2 separate regions of the Sus scrofa genome follow, and region 1 is linked to region 2. A link is a contact called in public Hi-C data. All regions are on one chromosome and are shown on one strand. The core of a region is the stretch at or near the end of the contact, and the rest is flanking DNA. Distances in the headings are between cores, read along the strand shown.

What was found. Hi-C and Micro-C count contacts between places; a contact is called where the count stands out from the background.
Region 1: a Hi-C map of blood shows a contact between it and region 2, with 6 times the contacts expected there. The contact joins the enhancer-like site here to the promoter of LOC100516820 in region 2. A contact is called at or near these places in 1 of 5 promoter capture datasets (fetal skeletal muscle), 7 of 47 Hi-C or Micro-C datasets (alveolar macrophages, blood, embryonic fibroblasts and 2 more) and 1 of 2 datasets of contacts at active chromatin or transcription factors (alveolar macrophages).

Annotation. Positions count from the first base shown.
Region 1 is chr9:55,714,077-55,720,588 of Sscrofa11.1, forward strand. It overlaps FLI1 (Friend leukemia integration 1 transcription factor), which reads left to right. Exons shown (of 10, transcript XM_021063122.1): 6 at 161-226. Among named protein-coding and RNA genes, the nearest start is that of KCNJ1, 95 kb to the right of the region's middle. Within about 2 kb of position 1,770, at least 6 of the 83 cell types and tissues checked have an H3K27ac peak or open chromatin away from gene starts, as enhancers often do.
Region 2 is chr9:55,618,004-55,624,081 of Sscrofa11.1, forward strand. It overlaps LOC100516820, which reads right to left and starts at 3,584. Exons shown (of 3, transcript XM_003130072.5): 1 at 3,247-3,584; 2 at 2,527-3,116; 3 at 1,194-1,605. The coding sequence starts at 3,552. The coding sequence ends at 1,383. All of the region lies in intron 2 of FLI1 (Friend leukemia integration 1 transcription factor), which reads left to right.

The sequences.
Region 1 (6,512 bases), core at 520-3,019, 94 kb after region 2:
GGCCCCCCCAACATGGGTGAAATTAATGTTTTCTTTTTTCTCTCAAAGAGACATCCTGCCCTCCATCCTTCTCCCTGTCTCCTCTCTTCTCATCCCATCACCAAATCTTGATCCCAGGAAAGTGTCTTGGTTATAACCCGACGTTTTGCTTCCTTTTCAGGTTCACTGTTGGCCTATAACACAACCTCCCACACGGACCCATCCCCACGGCTGAATGTCAAAGAAGGTGAGTCTGTTCTCGAGGGACTCAGAATTGTCCCCGGTACCAGTCTGGCACAGTCCATGATGTTAAGACAGGAGCGGGAAACCTCAGGTGTATGCCCCAACTCTCTTGTCCACTCAGCTTTTCTAGACGCCTAAGCTGATAGCCCCTTGCACCGCTTGCTAGTTGCAAAAAAACACAACAAGGCTGTAAAATATCTTGTAATAACATTATAAAGACAGGCCTTGAGGTTGTAGTCCATGAGAGAAAGCACATTGCTTTTTTTTTTTTTTTTTTTTGTCTTTTTGGGTCTGCATCCGCTGCACATGGAGGTTCCCAGGCTAGGGGCGGAATTGGAGCTGCAGCCACTGGCCTATGCCACAGCCACAGCAAGGCCAGATCTGAGCCACATCTGCAACCTACACCACAGCTCACGGCAACGCGGGATCCTTAACCCACTGACTGAGGCCAGGGATCGAACCTGCGTCCTCGTGGATCCGAGTCAGATTCATTTCCGCTATGCCACGACAAGAACTCCAAGCATGTTGCTCTTGGAAGGAAGCAGATGCTACTTGCTTTTAAAGCTGAAAGGTGGGGGCTTTCTCTAATGAGAGAAATAAAATGAAGATTTCAAAGATTTTTGCAATGCCACATCTTCTGGGGTTTTTGGATAAGAAGTTTAAGGCATACCAATTCATCTTTCAAAATGGTGATTTGGGGATTTGGTTTGGTTGAGAGAAAGAAAATGGTCTCAGCAAATAGTTTTCACTAGTGAGGACGTTAGCAAACATGACAAATAGCCTTTCGCAGCATCCTTATTTATGAATCAACATTGTGGAGATTTCCTGCTCTGGACGTTTAGGTTCTAGGCATTTAAACAAGTGAGTAATTCATGGTACCTGGCTCAAGGGAGAGAAAACATGAGCGAAAAAAATCTGCCCAAGGCAAAAGAAAAATTTTCTAGAGGAGGGGCATTTTGAGTGGGGGTTTGAAGGATGAATAGGAGTATGACTGTCGCTCTTGGCTCTCCTTTGATCCTTTTTCTTTAATGCACATGTGACATTTAGAATGAGTGAAGGCAGAAGGTTTTGGTATGGTTGAATGGAGTTATTAGCCCAGCATAATATTTTAGAGGAACGTAAAGTTCTTCTAGGGGAACCATTTGGTTCAAAATCGTTGTGGATTATGGAGGAAACAGAGACCCATTGAGCCTAGGTGTCCTGACCAAGTTCACACCTTTGGTATATAAGACTTCCTGTTTCCTGTTAACAGTTTATAACCAGATGACGGCCAGACAATTCCGTGGAGGTAATATTCAACGTAAAGAATCTGCTTCTAAACTTTCCTGGTTTTTTGTGACTTCCTTCACCCCTACCCCACGCAGGGGCAGTCCTATTTGTGCTACTGTTTTCGTTTCGAACTCAGAGTTATTGGCTTTGGCCATTTTAAAAAAAAAAAAAAAAAAAAAAAAAACGATCCTTGTATTGACTCATTCTACAGTCCAAACCTTTTTTTATTTGGTGACCTACTTACCATGATGATGCAAACATCCGTAAGAGAGAAAATGTGTTAAGAGTGACAAACACATTAAACTGGAGGTTGGAGCACCTTTGGTTTACTTGGGGGAAATCACTTCTTACCCCGAACCTCAGTTTCCTGTCAAATAAAGAGGCCGAACTAAGCCAGTCAGACTTGCCCCTGACCTTCAGCTCTTGGCTTCTAAGGAAGAGCTTCAGGGAGCCTCTGCGCTGATCTGGTTTACTTACTAAACTCCGTTTCATCTGCAGATAGGGTTCCACATCTTGGGAGGAGGGAGACGGGGAAGAAGGAAAGGAAAGGAGGGAGGAGGGGAGGGAGGAAGGCCAGCGGGAGATCCCAAAGAGCTCCTGCCGGTCTGCCGGCTGAGGCCCGCTGACAGCGCCGGGATTAACCAGTGAGACGCTGGAGCAGAGCCAAGGAGAGACTATCTGATACTGGACTTACAATACAGATCTTCATTGAGAAGCAAGTTTGTCTGGCTTGTACGGCGCTGCTTAAAGACTCATTTCTCCTCCAGGGGTCCTAGCTTTCAGCCTCTCCTCTACCTGCCCGCTGCTCTTCCTTCCCCGGGTCCTTTTGTGCGTTTGTAATGCCGCCGCCCCCGCCCCCATCCCGGGCTCTTTGGGGCTTTTGCGGGAGCCGCTTGCACACGTGGGTGGCCGCCCCTCTTCAGAAAGGAATGAACGGCAGGATCCAGGCAAGCCTGCTGCCAGGCCCTCCATCAGGTGGTGCCTGGCATTTATCTCCCAGCATCGGCCCTGGCCTCTAGAGACGGTTAAGTCTGCGCCTTGCAGGTGCATCTTTTGTCCACAATAAAGCTTTCCACTTGAGCTGTCTTGCTGCTCTGTCGCCTCCCCCCTCGTGAGGTGGTCTGAATCTGTCTAAAGGCCCATCATCCACAAAACAAAGTACATTAGCAAGACAAAGCTAGCCTGGCTCTCTCTCCCTCCCTTTCACCCTCCTCCCTACCTCTCTTCTGCTTTTCTCTAATAGCTGTCTTTAGTTCTTAAAATATTAAATGGAAGAATAAAGAGGAGACATCCTGCAACCTTAGCTCTATCTTGTTTGAATAAGGCACACACACAGCCCCAAACAAACCCAGAGTTCATCAAGAGCACCAGAGCTGTGTGTGTGTCTGTGTGTGTGTCTGTGTGTCACAAAGGACAGGTGCTGACATGGGCACAAAGGAAAGAAGTTGAGAATGTGAATGCTTCTATGAAGGCTTCTTCAATGCATTTATCGAATGCGAAAGTCTTTTTATTTTAAAGTGACATAACCACCCTTCCAGCTTCTCTCTTGAAAACGATTGCACTCCCTGTCTGAGGGTTATTGGCACCCAGGAAGTAAGACTAGATTTTAAAAAATAAATGTGTAAGTCTTTAAGCATTTTTTTTTAACGGCCGCACCCACTGCATACAGAAGTTCCCAGGCTAGGGGGTTGAACCGGAGCCGCAACTGCCAGCCTACACCACAGCCTCCACAGGGCCAGATCCAAGCCTTGTCTGTGATCTACACCACTGTTCATGGCAACGCCAGATCCTTAATCCACCACGCAAGGCCAGGGATCAAACCTGCATCCTCATGGATACTCGTCAGGTTTGTTACCACTGAGCCAGGACAGAAACTCCACTTTAAGCATTTTTGAAGTAAATATTCTACGGTCACATATGGGACCCAGCCACCTCTACCTGTTACCAAGGCTAATGCACTTAAGAAAAATAATTTAGGCTGGAAGCAGTTGTTACCCATGTGTAATAGCAGCCACCACTGTCATCTGTGTAGGATTCTGCAATATCTCAGTCACCTTCACAAGCTTTGCCTCTGCTTTTTAGCCTGGTAACATCCTTCAGATAGGGGTGAGGGCGTAGGTTGAATTAGCTCCATTTTACAGACAGAGAAAGTAAGGTTCAGGACTGTTCAGTGGCTCACTAAGGGGCACATGGCTATTCAACAGCAGAGCAAGGATTCAAATGCAGGTTATAGGATTCAAAATCCCGTGCTTGAAATAGTCCCCCTGACAAACACAGCTTTTCCCTTCTAGCTGGCTTTTCATGAAAACAATACCTCACTGAAATGGCAGAGATTTGAATTTTCTCCATGATTTTTTTCTGTCTGTAATTTCCCGCTATTATCTCCACGCACATCACTTCACTCTCCTCCCTTCCCAAAGATGAATTCATACGTAACCCCTGCTTGGCACCACACCCTAGTCTGCACAGAGAATGAACTGGACAGTTTTTTTAAAATACTGATGGTCCATGGAGTTCCCGCTGTGGCACAGTGGGTTAAAGACCCTACTGTAGGGGTTCGGGTTGCTGCTACAGTGCAGGTCCATTCCCCGAGCTGGTGCAGTGGGTTAAAGGATCTGTTGTTGCTGCAGCTGTGGCTCAGATTCAATCGCATCCTGGCCCAGGAACTTCCATATGCTGCAGCATGGCCATAAAAATTTTTAAAAATACTGCTGCCCTAGGACAAACATTGTATGACTCCATTCATAAGAAATATCTTAAGTGGGCATATTCCTGAAGATCAGAAAAGTGGAATGATGGTTGCCAGGGGCTGGATGGAGGGAGGAATGGGGAGTTATTGTTCAGTGGGCACAGAGTTTCAGTTTGGGAAGATGAAAGAGTTCTGATGGTGATAACCGTACTACATGAATGTACTTAATGACCCTGAAATATACATCGAAAGATTGTCAAAATGGTCAAGTCTATGAATGTGTGTTTTACCCCCAATAAAAATTGCAAAAGCACATAAAAAGATGCTCAGCATCACTAGTTAGTAGAGAAATGCAAATCAAAACTACAGTGAGGTAGCACCTCACACCAGTCAGAAAGGCCATCATCAAAAAACCTTCAAATAATAACTGTTGGAGAGGATGTGGAGAAAAGGGAACCCTCCTACATTGCTGGTGGGAATGTAAATTGATGCAGCCACTATGGGGAACATTTTGGAGGTTCCTTAAAAAAAAAAAAACTAAAAACAAAGTTTCCATATTATCCAGCAATCCCACTCCTGGGCATATATCCAGAAAAAATGAAAACTCTAATTCAAAAAGACACAGGTACCTCAATGTTCATAACAGCATTATTTACAGTACCAAGGCATGAAAGCAACCTCAGTGTGCATCAAGAGATAAATGGATAAAAAAAATATGTATGCAATGGAATACTACTCAGCCATAAAAAAGAATGAAATGATGACATTTGCACCAGCATGGATGAACCTAGAGATTATCACACTAAGTGAAGTAAATCAGACAGAGAAAGACAAATATTATATAATTTCACTTATATGTGGAATCAAAAAGATACAAATGAATTTATTTACAAAGCAGAAATAGATTCACAGACATAGAAAGCAAACTGATGGTTACCAGAGGGGAAAGAAAGAGGGAGAAATTAGGAGTATAGGATTAGCAGATATGCATCACTATATATAAAATAGATAAGCAACAAGGATTTACTGTATAACAGGGAACAACATTCAATATCTTATAAAAACCTATAATGGAAAATATGAAAGTACATACAACATACACACACACATATACGTAATATATATATTTATAACTGAAACATACTGCAAAAGTGAAAATTAAAAATGTTTCAAAATATTGATGTTTAGGCCCCAAGCATGACCAATTCTAATTCAGAATCTCTAGGAGTAACTGGTGGGCTTTGGGAATTTTTCAAGCTCTCCAGTTTACTCTTTTTTTTCTTTTCTTTTTTTTTTTGTTTGGCCTCCCCATGGCACATGGAGTTCCCCCAATCAGGGATCATGTCCTAGCACTCCTGAGATGCCACTGATCCCCTTGCACCACAGTGGGAGCTCCTCTGCAGGTTACTCTTAAGCCTGTAGCCAAGACTGAGCAGCACTCAGTCACTGCAGACACAAACCAGAAAGAGAAAAGGGAGACTCATCTCAGAGCCTCCCAGGTTTCCTTGGAGATACACTGGGCAGTTGATCTTGACCTTTCCTGGCCCCAAACCGACCTAGGAAAGGAAAAGCAGGACCTCTGGGTGTACTGATGAAGGAAGAGATAGAATTGACCCCAGGATTTGTAGTTCTTTTTCATCCTTGTCCTTAGGATGTTATGATGTTTATTGAGTCCATCACTGCAGCCCCCAGCAATCACCTCCTTACGTGTCTTCCTTATGTGTATCTAAAAAGTGGATACAGTATTGGGCTTGCTGTTGGTAGCCTGATTTTATTGGGAGGGCATTGGGTTTCTAGCAGTTAAGTGGCCTTTCCAAGAGCACAGGAGTCCTGGAACCAGGACTGCAGACTCTCTAAACCTCTTGGTCCAACCACCATGCCCAGGGGTGAGTGTGTCCGCCCTGAGTGTGGCCGGGGGCTCCACGGTGCCTCCTGCCCTGGACCCTCCCAGGCCCTCCGAGCTGGATTGGCAGCAGGATTGTCCTTCAGAGCCGGTTTGCATCCTAAACCTTCATTTCCTTGGCTCCTCATGCTAGATCTGTTTAAATACCTCTGACTCTCCCAAAGTCAGAGGATTCTGAGCTCCTGTTTATTAACTCTGGAACTCATAAACCTGCCTGGCCCGCGGAGCCTGAGCCTCTAGCCCCTAGCCCAGGAAGCCTTTCAGGACCTGCTGTGGAATGCAAACCGCTCCTCCACGCGGCCGCCTGCAGTCAGCTGGCCTAATGGAGAAAAAGTCTGTCTGCCCTCACGCTCAGTGTGGGTGAGCGAGGGGGGAGAACCCACCTTTCCGTGTCCTTCGGAGTGAAATGCTTCACTGGGGCTGGAGATG
Region 2 (6,078 bases), core at 2,334-4,833:
CTGCGTCTGGAAAGTCTTGACCGGGTCAAAAGGGCTGACATTGAGCCAGCCAAGACACGTTTCACCCCGCCGCTCCCCTCCCAGGGGAAGCAGGACTTCCGCATCTTTGAAAATATTGTCAAGTGCCGATGGTTCAAGGCAAGTCATCCCACCGCAGTTGCAATGAAAATGCTCCAAGTCCAAAGGTTTCCAGAATATTTGCTCCCGTGGGCCTGCTTTTAACAAGTGACCTGAGACTTAGAAAGGTGTGGTGGGCTGTTTGGTTGGTCTCCCCCCTCACCCCCCCAAGTTGATAGCTTTTGTTTTAAATGCTAGCCCAGCTCCCTTGGCTGTAAGCTTCCTTCCCCAACACTCTTGATAATAGCCGGGGCTAGTGGAGTGGGGAGGATGGTAGCCGGTGGCACCAGCTCCTGGGCACCAGCCCTGCCTAGTCTGGGAAAGAGAGAAGCAGGACATTCTCTGGTGAGCCAGGAAAGAGGGTGTGAGCTAGTGTGTGGGCTGGGGTAACCAGCCCTTAGCTGGGCCAAGTGACCAGCGAGGAGGGGGAGGAGAAAGGGGAAGGGGGAGAGGGGTGAGAGGAGAGAAGGGGAGGGAGAGGGGAGAGAGGAGGAAGGCTTCCCCCCTTCCCAACTCCAAGACAGTTTTCATCTGTAGCCGTCTCACCACAGGCTCTCTATCAATTTGTCTCAATGCAAACATTCGAAATATTCTCTTTGGCGGCTCGTGAAAACAATGTGAGCTGCCAGGATCAAACCATCTTTCCAGATGTCTGGTGGTAACCACATTAAACAGGGCAGACTTGTTTACTGTTGTGTTTGGTTAGGACTTTTTCCCCCTTCGGGATTTAAAAAAGCAGCAGCAGCCGTGGAGTAGGGCATCAAAACCAGAGTTACATAAGTGGGCAGACCTGCCCACTGCCATGTCAACACGAGTTGCAGGGGATCTCAGGTTCCTTCAGGGGGCTGTTCAGAATTGGGGGGGGGGCTTTTCTTTCTGGGTGGAGGTCTCTGTGAATGGACAGGGGCTTCTCATGGAAGGGCTGGTAAATACCAAAAGCTAAGGCACCAATGCCAGTCAGAGTCACTAAGGGGTGACAGCTATGCCAATGACAGCCTCTCCCCACCCCACCCCCAACTTCCAAATTACACAATTGCTTTGGTTTTAAGGCAGAAACAGAAAGTGCTCATGAGTCCCACAGTTCAAACAGGAGGACAAGTCCTCATTTTAATTTAGTTCCACATGGAGTTCTCCCAAGAAGAGAGGCAGGGATGCTAGGGACGTTGGGGTGATCAGAGCAGTGAAGGCAGGTAGTTGCCAGGCAGAAGAGGAGTTGGAAAGAGAAGACTGGCCAATGTTTTGCCACAGAGGTGCCTTCACAAGCCCTAGAAGGGGGAGCCACTGCCTGGCCTGGGGTGGCCATTAATGACCTCAGTGTTTGCCCAGCACCGAGAAGGGGGCCTCCTGTGGTAGATTGGCGGTCTTTCTGCCTGAAAGAGGGAGAATGAGGCTGAGGGTGCCGGGTTTCTGGTCAGGTCCTGGTGGGAAGCAGTCTCCCTGCTCCCTCCTGAAAGCCTTGTTGTCATTTGAAGGTCGACAGAGTCTGGGCTGAAAAGGAAACAATTTGGGGTTTGAAAGGATGTAATTCATTCTTCCTTTCCCTTTAACCTCTTTCCTCTCTGGAAAGCATGTGGAAACGCTGAAGGGAAGAGTGAGAGGGCGAGGGAGGCAGGCTGAGGGGAGGAAAGGGTTAAGCCTGATTTCTTTTAATTGAACTCCAGAACTGGTGGCCCCAGGCAAAGGGGGGGACTGACCCCGCTAGCGGTAACCAGATGTGGCGGTCCCAGGGGAGCCCCCGAGCAGACCCCTGGATTGAGAAGCAGACAGGAGGTGGGGGGGCCGGCTCGGCCCCCATCCCACCCCATCCCCCCACCCCACTCCCCCGTACACACACCGAGTCTCAATTGCTGGCAGGCTGCACCCGCCACTCCAGGTCTGGTCACGTTCAGCCCCGTGTCTGTATTCGAACCCAAAATTGGAGCTGAATTGATGAGACTAATTTCGAGAGGGGGGCGGGAGGAGGGAGGGAGGGAGGCCAGCGAGCTCTCTGGGGCTCAATTGCTGCTGAAGAAATAAAGAATTAATGTCACTTTTTTTTTTTTTTTTGGCCGACACCCTTTTGAATTTTTTTTTTTCAATTGACTCGGATCTTCTCTGGATTTTTTTCCCCCTTCTTCCCCGAGTGGACTCTTAAATAAAAGTGAAAAAGTCCAAAGCGTGGTCTGGAAAGAGCGTGAACAAGGTAACCTGTTTCGGAGGTTGGGGACAAGGGAGTCAGCCCGAGAGCGCCTGGCGGTCCTCCCTCTGCGCCGGGACTCCTGAGGCTGCCCCACACGGAGCGGGCGGCGGCACTGCAGGAGGACCGGGGAGGTCTCTGGGTGGCGGGGACTGAAAAGGCGGGCGGTGGGGACCTTGGCCTCCGTGGCGCGGTGGGGATGATGGTCTGGAGCGCAGGCCCGGGGGTCTCACCTGGGAGAGGTCTGGGTCGGTGCGGGGATGTTGCAAGCTGTGTTCTGGAGACCTGCCGGACAGCCTGGAGGGATCGTCTCGCTGTACCGTAGGTTTCTTGGGGCCAAAGGTGGCACTGCATAGGCAGCACTGGCCCGGGCGCCCGGGCGCAAGGGTTTGGGCCCTTGGGTCGGGGTATGCGCGAGGGGTTTGACCCTAGATGGCGCGGATAAGTGGCCTGGGGTGCCGCGGATCCCGGAGCCGGGAGCTCTCCAGTAGCTGAGGGACCGAGGCGCACCGCCCCGAGGGCGTCCCTTCGCTAACCGCGCTGGGAGCCGAGTCCCCGCCCCCGACGGCCGAGGTCCGTCCGAAACCGCAGGAGCCCGCGTAGTTGCGTGAGCCGCTCCAGGAGTTTGCGCGACTCCGCAGTCGAGGGCCCGAGTGGAAGAATGTCCATTGGATGCACTTTTTAATGGTTGGTCTGCTTCGGTTTGCGTCCAGGTCTTCCAGGGCAGTAAGCTCCAGGTTATCCCCAGCCCGAGTAAACTCTTCTGCACTCCCCCCCCCCCCCAAAATTTGTCTCCGGCTGGAAAAAGCATTAATGAACGTATCTGTGGGAAGAAACGGAAAGTGAATGAGTCAGGAGGGCCACCTTCAGCCAACAGCCCCGGGGAAAGGAAGGAGGCCAAAGGCGTTTGGTGTTGGACTTTGGGCGAAGGTGATGGGGGGAGGCTTGCAGACCTCGGGAATCAGGGCGCGGGCGCCGGGCGTGGACCCCGGCATTGTTCCTAGTTCGCTCTTATCTCCCGGGAGCAAGTATCCTGTGTGCGCAGCGCATGAATGTATCTGGGCATCTCCGCGTATATTTATATAGTGTGTGTGATGCGAAAAGCAGGAGCAGCCGAGGGGAGGAAGAAGGGGTGTGGGGGGGGAGGGAAGACGAGGGAGACCAGAGGGGAGAGAAGAGAAGAGAGAGGAGAGCGCGAGACAGAGAGAGAGAGAGAGAGAGAGGGAGAGAGAGAGAGAGAGATAGGACTTCCTCCCCATTCGCAAAGTGAAGTCACTTCCCAAAATTAGCTGAAAAAAAGTTTCATCCGGTTAACTGTCTCTTTTTCGCTCCGCTACAACAACAAACGTGCACAGGGGAGCGAGGGCAGGGCGCTCGCGGGGGGCACGCAGGGAGGGCCCAGGGCGCCAGAGAGGCCGCGCCGGGCTAATCCGAAGGGGCTGCGAGGTCAGGCTGTAACCGGGTCAATGTGTGGAATATTGGGGGGCTCGGCTGCAGACTTGGCCAAATGGACGGGACTATTAAGGTAAGCGACGGGGCAGTGGGCGCGGAGCGGCGGGGCTGGCTTGGGAGGCGAGGCGGCGGGCAGGCTGGGCGCGGAGCTCCGGGGTCCCGGAAGACGTGGCCACTCTCCCTTCCTTCCGCGCCCCGGCTTTTCCTCCCGCGCTCGAGTGGCGGGTCTCGCAGGCGGGGGCGACCCGCCGGGGTCCCCGACAAGGCGGTCTCTCCGACACCCCTGGTCCCAAAGTGGAAGCCGGCCCCCTCCCACCGCGCTGCCGGCGGGGCTGCGGGCGGGGGCGGCGGCGTGAAACTCCGGGAGCCCGGCGCGGATCGCAGCCAAGGGCCAGAGACCTCCGGGGCCACCACTCCCACCCTGCGAGCCAGGCACCCGGGCCCCTGCGCTGGGCACCCGCCTTGGCGGCCGGCTTTCTCTCCCCGGAGGCCGAAGGCGGCGGGGGCGGGAAGGCAGTCGCCAACAGCCTAAGTCCCTGCAGGGTGGGCCCAGGGGCGGGCAAGTGGATTGGTTGCAGACGGATCTGGGTGCAAGTGAGTGTGTCTAGGGGTCTGTGCGAGCGAGTTCCTCCAGATGGAAGCCCTGTTTACATGTCAGTGCGGGCCAGTTTCCCTTCCTCTTGGCGCTTCTGGTGCCGGGTTCTCGGCGCTCGGGAGCTGCCGGCTCCCCAGGACTAATGGGCCGGGCCTCGCCACTCCTCCGCCGGGGTATCACTTTCCCGGCCGGTCCGCGCCACTCTTCGCGTCCGGCTCCTGCACTCCGCGCCGGGGCTGCACCAGTCCCGGGGCAGGTCTCCTGCCGACCTCTCGAAGACGCTTCTGCGCCTGCAGAGCCGCTCCTCCGAAAGAGAGCGGCTCTGAGCCGGCAGCCTCGACTACTGCCCGGCGGACTCCTAGCCCCCACCCCTACCCTCACCCCACGCCTCAAGCCTGCGTCCAGGTTGCCAAGTGCAGCCCAGAGGGTCTGGTTTTCACCGCAGGCTTCTCAGGGCTTCTGCCTGAGGGTTGGCTGCCTGCTGCCTCTGGAAGAGGGAAGTGGGGCCAAGAGCACAGAGGAGGGACACCCCCTAATGTGACTGGCCTTAGAGGACCGAGAGGAATGAATGGGACCAGGAGTTGGCTGCGAGGCTGTCCCAGGACACCAAGCCTGAGTCGGTCTGGAAAAACTATTAGGCTGGTGAGGTGGGGACTGGCAGAGCCCGCCATTCCCAGAACCCAGAGGAATCAAGTCTTTGCTCAGGGCTGAGTAAGAGGAGGCTAAGATGTTGGGCTTGGAGAATTCAAAAGATTTTTATCATTTGGGTGGGGTAGTGGTTTTTATTTTCTAAGGTTTTTTTTTTTTTTTTCTCTGAAAGTTTGAAATATGCTGACTTAAGTAAAAGGCACCAACAGCAGGAACTTGAAAATCTGGAGATGAGATAACTGATTGTAATGGGTTAAAGGGAGCCTATGTGAGTCTGAGTTCCTCAAGTTTAAAGTGTGTGGGTGAGGAGTGGGTGAGAGGGGATTCCTCTGGGAAGGTGGTCACTGGTCATTGTATGCCTATTGCTCTTCTTGTTGGTATGTGCGTACAGTGTCGCTGTCTCTCTGGTGTCAATAAGATGCTCCATTCTGGAAGGCTCCTGCTCGTTACATGGGGTTGCCTGCCACTTACCCAGAAGGCCCCCCTCTGATCCGGAAGGGTGGTAACACGGCTCCAGGGTCTTGATGTGGACACCCTTAGGAGAAGTGAAGCAACATCTCCCCGATGTTCAGATCTCTTAGCACAGGCCCTGAGGGTAGGGAGGAAGCTGTGGTCTGTGTACCCAGGATGTGCTAACCTCTTCAGATACATGCTCAGGGATTGGCATGGCAGGCCATGAGAACAGGCATAGACCAGGACCCTGGAGCTTCGTGCCAGGGGCGGGAGTGATGATCTTCTTTCTCCTGTGGGTGCCGAGCACCTGAGTCCATCCAGACTGCGGGGGGGGGGGGGGGCGCCCCCCTGAAAACCTTTGTCTCTGATCCAGGTTGCCTGGCTATGAGACCCACCAACAGAGCCGTGGCTTTTCAAACTGTCTTCTTCACTCCCTAACATTCTGAAGGATGGAGTCTTTAGTGTATACTTTGATATTTAAATTGTGTGAAAGCCACAGTTTCCTGTTCATGTGTGACCTTCGGATCTTGGGGTTCCCAGACCCCACTTCACAGTTGTTCAGGCACTGGGTTTGGAGAAGACAGTGGACAAGGACAGGCCAGTGGACTTCTGGTCTCTGAGTGAGGATGTGCATTCC